2 separate regions of the Pan troglodytes genome follow, and region 1 is linked to region 2. Evidence: chromatin contacts called from public Hi-C data. All regions are on one chromosome and are shown on one strand. Each heading gives the region's core, a stretch centred on a gene start, on an enhancer-like site or on the middle of the called end of the contact. The rest is flanking DNA. Distances are from core to core; before and after follow the strand shown. Region 1 has its middle 370 kb from the start of GALNT5. Region 2 holds the start of NR4A2 (nuclear receptor subfamily 4 group A member 2).

What was found. Hi-C and Micro-C count contacts between places; a contact is called where the count stands out from the background.
Region 1: a Hi-C map of stem cell-derived neural progenitor cells shows a contact between it and region 2, with 2.3 times the contacts expected there. The contact joins the enhancer-like site here to the promoter of NR4A2 in region 2. A contact is called at or near these places in 2 of 7 Hi-C or Micro-C datasets (induced pluripotent stem cells and stem cell-derived neural progenitor cells) and 1 of 1 datasets of contacts at active chromatin or transcription factors (stem cell-derived excitatory neurons).

Annotation. Positions count from the first base shown.
Region 1 is chr13:58,908,802-58,911,775 of NHGRI_mPanTro3-v2.0_pri, reverse strand. No RefSeq gene overlaps it. Among named protein-coding and RNA genes, the nearest start is that of GALNT5, 370 kb to the left of the region's middle. Within about 2 kb of position 1,380, at least 3 of the 24 cell types and tissues checked have an H3K27ac peak or open chromatin away from gene starts, as enhancers often do. A contact at or near this core is called in stem cell-derived neural progenitor cells, where this site is marked.
Region 2 is chr13:58,359,109-58,361,984 of NHGRI_mPanTro3-v2.0_pri, reverse strand. It overlaps NR4A2 (nuclear receptor subfamily 4 group A member 2), which reads left to right and starts at 1,341. Exons shown (of 8, transcript XM_016949834.3): 1 at 1,341-2,876.

The sequences.
Region 1 (2,974 bases), core at 131-2,630, 550 kb before region 2:
TCTCAAAAGAGTTTTTCAGAATTTTTATGTAATTCAATGTCCTGGTATAGTAAGTGATTCCAGCATTGTTTTGGCAAATGAATACTCTGAAGAAAATGTGACCTAAACATTAAACTCTTAAGTCCTGTCAAACCCTACTCTGAAAATAATGATAGCATATACATAATGATCCAGGTATTCCAAATCACAGAATGAAAAGAAGAAGAAAAATCAGTTTACAAATACAAATCTGAGTTACCTTTCCTACTCCAGGACTGTAATTATTTATTTTACAGTTATATTTTCACTTGCAGAAACTCGTTGCTCTTTACTAGTATTTTATTTAGGGAGAATAAATTAAATGCTAAAGAATGGACCATAATGCTAACTTCCTTTCATGAAGTAGAATTTTTCTCAAACTATTGAGGAAAAGAAGATGAACTTGCTTTGTCCTCGTCCCTGAAAGGACTGTGATCATTAAAGGGAACTGATAACTTCCTTCAAATATGTTTAGCCCGTAAGCTAGCAAAGGTGACTAGCAGGAATGGTGATTAATTTCCTAGTCAGGAAGAGAAAAATATAATAAATAATCTTCTAAACTGGTTCAATGAATCTGCATTTGCACTAGACACTCCTAAGTTCCAGAAGTATCACGTAGAAAAATCCCGTAACACGGATCCAGCGAGAGAAGGACTCTAACTTGGAAAACAGAGAGGAAATTAGAGATGGAGACAAGCCTGAAATTAGTATTATTTAAAGAGTGCCGTTGGCACCTACAGCATGAATAAAAGTAATTAGTTTAACATTGTGTCTCGTCCTGACAGTTTTCTTTTTCTTTTTTGATGCAATCAAGCCCCTTTCCTTCACTGTCCTAAATCATCGCAGGCTTCATTAGAGCCACAAAGCACAAACTGCTGGGGACGTCTTTTCTGCGGGATACGGCTCTTTATTCAGTGACTTCCGCTCAGACTGCAGACTGCCTGCGTATTTAAGCACTGGGGACTCAAAAAGAACTAGCTCCTGTTTTATTTGTTCACATTCCGAGTGCTACATGATTCTGATTACAACGCAGACGGCTTGAAGCAGTCAAGGATAAATACAAGGGTTAAATAATCCAGCAGTCACTGAAACTGGACCCCAGAAAGACTGAGTCTAAAAGCTTCTTTGTTAGCCTGTCACTTCAAGTGTCTTTACTCTGTATGCAAATTCCGTCCACCTTACAGGTATATAGGTGAACTCTTTCCCTCTCTGCGGTTTTAGTTTGTGTCATTTTTCTTGATGTGGAAAATGTCTGTGTCCTGAAGAAATGCTTTCACCTGCAAGTGAGGTAAACACATTGTACACTGTTTTACCAAAAGAGGGCAATGTTGCTGTTCAGAATTTCCTCATTCTGTTCCCCAGGACCTGTTCTCTAGAACGGTAAATAATCTTTGCTGTCTCTTCCCTTTCACCATATACAAGTTTCCACATGTCTATGCGCTCTGTAGTTAATCAGGACTTTGTAACTATCTGTCTTACCTATTAACTGCATCCACTCCCAAATTGTTTAAAGGTTAACACATTTCACTCCATGCATGACTGGCACACATGAGCAAAGTGCTGTCTCTGAAATTCTAAATCCTTTTCCATTTGCCAATGATAGGCAGGAGGAGAAACAACCTGCTTTAGGAAATATTGAAAGATATTTTTACTATGTCCCTATTCTCAAATATTCAATCAGTGTATTATCGAACTCTGGTTCTCCTAGGTAACCAAACTAAGAACACAAGGGAGGAAACACAGTGTTCATTTTGGGGGAATTTACTTCACAGTTATTCATCATCTTATTAGTTAAAACATGCTTCAAAACTAATACCAGGATATTGATAATAATCTTGATAACTGGCATTCAATTTCTTTTGTGGAGAGTCAGGGAATGAATGCTGCATGATATGATTTTAAATGATATAACCCAGTGTGAATTCAGGACTTTATGTAAGAGTTTTCTTTAGGAGACTCTAAATTAGTGATCTGCCTTTTCTTTAAGATGTTGCATTTTCCCCCTTGGCAGCTTATTGTACTTTAATAGGTTATTTCCACCTATTTTTCATTCCTTAAAGAATTGTAATCCAGTTGTTTTCTGGAAAGCGCAATTTAGATTTTCAATGGAAGGTTTGTTTGAGTAGCAGAATTCTTGGCATTTTTTTTTTTTTTTTGTCAAAGAAGAAACACTCTCAGTCTATGGAGTGTTTCTTTTGCTCTCTGAAGCAACTGGCAATGTAGCTGGACTACCAAAGGAGTGCTATCAGAGCAAACTACTCTTGCATTTAAAAAGCCTACTAGCCTATTTTTTTTTTTTACAAATATATGTGTGTATATATATGTGTATATACATATGTGTGTGTACCTATAAATGTGTGTATGCACACACACACTGCTATTTCCGTCTTTTTTTTTTTTTTAGTACTGACTCATATTTGAAGTTCATTAAAAGGAAATAACTGTAGGCAATTTTGAGCATTAAGCATTTCCTAGGGACTGCAACTAGGTGTTTTATCAGAACCAACAGTCTGAAAATATGAAAACTACAGTCACTAAAATTAAAAATACATTAACAGGGAAAAGAATTTGGTGTGGAGTGGCAAATCCTTAGAGCAGGGGATAGTCTTTGATGGGCTTCTTGGTTCTTTCAGTCTCTGAAGTGCCTCATGTTCTCATATTTAACTGGGCTTGAAAGATTTAAGTGGAATCTACTGTCCCAGGGACATCAATAAAACCCATAGAAAGCTGTGTCTGCTGTAGGTGGTTGAGGAAATCCTTATTTAACATTGACTTAGTTTACTGTGGCTCGTCTTTTTCATTTTTTCTGAGTTAAAGCCCGCCATCTCATTTCTGCTTCCTTCTTCTACATCTGTCAGTATATGTACATGAGAAAGTCTATGTTATTAAAAGAATAATAACCATATTGCAGGTTTCTGAACCCAAGATTGTATTTTCTTTCTCAAATATTCATTAA
Region 2 (2,876 bases), core at 92-2,591:
GAAAAGTACAGTGAAGACATAATTAAAACTCAAATTTCTTTATCTTCTAAACCCCAGCTCAGAGAGCCTTCTACTATACCACTTTGCCTCACTAGTGAACTAAGAACCATTTCCCCCAACACTAGTAACTCACTCTAACCATGCCAAGTCACTGCAACACCTTGCTTGCATCTGCAAATTTATATCTATGTCTACATCAGAACCTCAGAAAATATGTTCATAGCTGAGACATTTTGCTCAAGACGAAATACAGTTTTATAGTCTATTAATTGTTGGTCCAAGAAAACAGATTACCTCCAGTTGTATGTGGGTACCTTAATGAGTAGGACAAGTGTCAGGGTGTGTGACAGAATTGCCTGAGTATGGAAGGTAGCAGTGAGAGTCTCCACAAAAATATTAATACTTTCCTATAGAGAAAGCCCCTTTTAAAGTGGGAGCCTTTATTAAAGTCCAGAGTTAAAAAGTAAGCTCTTTAACGTTGAGATTATAGACTTTTAGAAAGTTCATTTATGCCATGTTTCAGGCCTATGCTAAATTCTACGGCAAAAAGACCTGTAAATGCACCGGAGCTGACAGCCTGGGTCCTGGAACCCTTCCCCACGCTGCTACTACGGGGCACACTTTCTATAATACAACCCCCCGAATGAAAACACTAATGCAAGCCTGGCCCCACAAAAACCTAGATAATGCTTACGTTGAAGACGACAGGTTTTTCGCTTTTGTTTTCGGTTGAGGACTTACTACCACAAAAACACATCCGACCTGTACTAGAATAGGTGTGTGAGGGAGCGGGAAAAGCTCGGGTCATTTTAACTGGACTAGAAAGGAACACAGCGATCCCCTCACTAAACTTGTCGCCAAGTTCCCTCCTCGTCATCCCAGGGTGCGGGAAAAACCCCCTCCCGCCCCGGGGCCCCGGCAGCACTAGGGGACGCCAGCACGCCGGGCTCCTTCCCACCCGCGAACCGCGCTCCCCGCAGGGCGGGCCGGGGCGGGGAAAAAGGAGCTCGACGCGAAGGACCGCGGGCGGCCTGGGAAGGGAGGAGGGAGACTTGGGAGGCTGCCGGGCGGTTTTATTGTTTCCTTTCGCCCTCCTCCTCCCGCGCCTCGGCCCCAGCGTCACTGGAAAGCCGCCCGAGCCGCCCGGCGGCAGGTTATTTATAGCGCGGGCTGCGCGCGCGTCACGGGGCCCGGCCCGGCTGACGGGGCCGCTGACGCGCTTGGCCGCGGGGCCGAGTCCGCGGGGCTGCGCGCCGGACGCCGGCGACAATGGGCTTCTGTGTGCAGCTGCCGCCGCCGCCGGGGGCCGGGGGCCGGGGGCCGGGGGAGGGGGGCGGGCGACTCCCCGGCTCCCTTCTTGGTCGGCCGCGACCCCCCGAAAGGTAACAGGCCTCTTTCGCCCCCGGCCAGGACCTGGGCCCTGTGGGCTTTTTTTTTTTTTTTTCTATTTTATCAGTAAGTTCCCCTTGTCCCAGCCTCCGCTTTCACTTCCCGCGTTCCCTTTACCCCAAAAACCGCCCCAACATGTCCAGAGAGGGGCATCTACCCAGCCGCCCAGCCAGGGGCGACCACTTTGTGAGCCCCGGGGAGCGGGACCCGTACCAGGCGCGCCCAGCGGGGGATGCGGTGACCAAGGGGCCGGGAGCGCCGGGCAGGTAACGTATCCTGGACCTAGAGTCGGGGGACTTTGTTTGGGGCGGGAGGAGCGGAACAGGGGTGGGTGTGAACGCCGGACGGCCCTTCCGGGACTCTTGTCCCCCCTCCTTCGCCCCACTCGCCTGCGCGCTGGAAGCCAATCTGGGTGTGTAGCGCGAAGAGCGAAAGAGAAACTTCTCCTGCGTGACTGACTAGACGAGGCTCCTCCCGAGAAGCCGAGATAATAGAGGCCCCCTCTCCCGCCGCCCGCCTTTTTCTCCTCCCCCGGCCGCTCCCTCCTGTCGCCCCACCCCTCGAAGGCTGCGGACCAGCCCCCCACACTTCCCCCTACACCTCTGGCGGGTTCGCGCCGTGGACGCCCCCGCCCTGCGGGAGGAGGGGCTGGCGCGGATTTTAGGGACTTCCTGGGATGCGGAGATCGGCTCTGAACCATCCCCTTTCTGCTGCCCGGAGCTGGGGAAGCTCGCTGTGGAGCGTCTTGCACGTGGCAGGCAGGCAGAGAACTTGCTGCACCTTCTAGGAAATTGCAATCGATTTGTAATGCACTTTCGCTAATTGGGAGTTCAAAATTAAACTTTAATAAAGCATTCGTGTCGTCTCGTCTAATTGTGAAAGCTTCCATCCGTCCTGGTAGATAGACTGTAAGTCTCAAGTTAATGGCGCTAAGCTAGATTTTCCCCCCAAGTACAATTCCGTCAGCCGTCGTCGGCGCAGCTGGATTTCCGTAAGGTACAGATGTTGCTAATGACAGCTTAAGCACGGATGGGCAGATAGCATACGGAATGCAACATGTTGCCATATGGTTCCTTTAGCCTTTCACCTCCAGGGATATCAATCACATATATTCTGGGAGGAACTTAATGACTCTCTGAACAGCAAAATGAATTACCTGGTACAATTTATATCCCTTGACCTGATACGTTATAACAACAGGAAGATAGCATCTCGCAATTTCTGTGGTATAAATTGAGCTACAGAGCTACATTTAAAATTCTACATCTATTTGTAGTTTAAGGGGCCCTGTCATATTCTGGCTGTAAAATCTGTTTCTGTATTGCCCATCTCCTTCCCCCTCCTACCTCTGGAGGAAGCAAAATTTATAAAGTTTAGCAAAACTGGTGTCGGAAATTGCCAGTCAACTGATTAATAGATGAAGTATGGAGAAATGGAAAATATGACTTCCAGAGCTAGTTACTTCAACAAGAATTAGCCATCTTTAG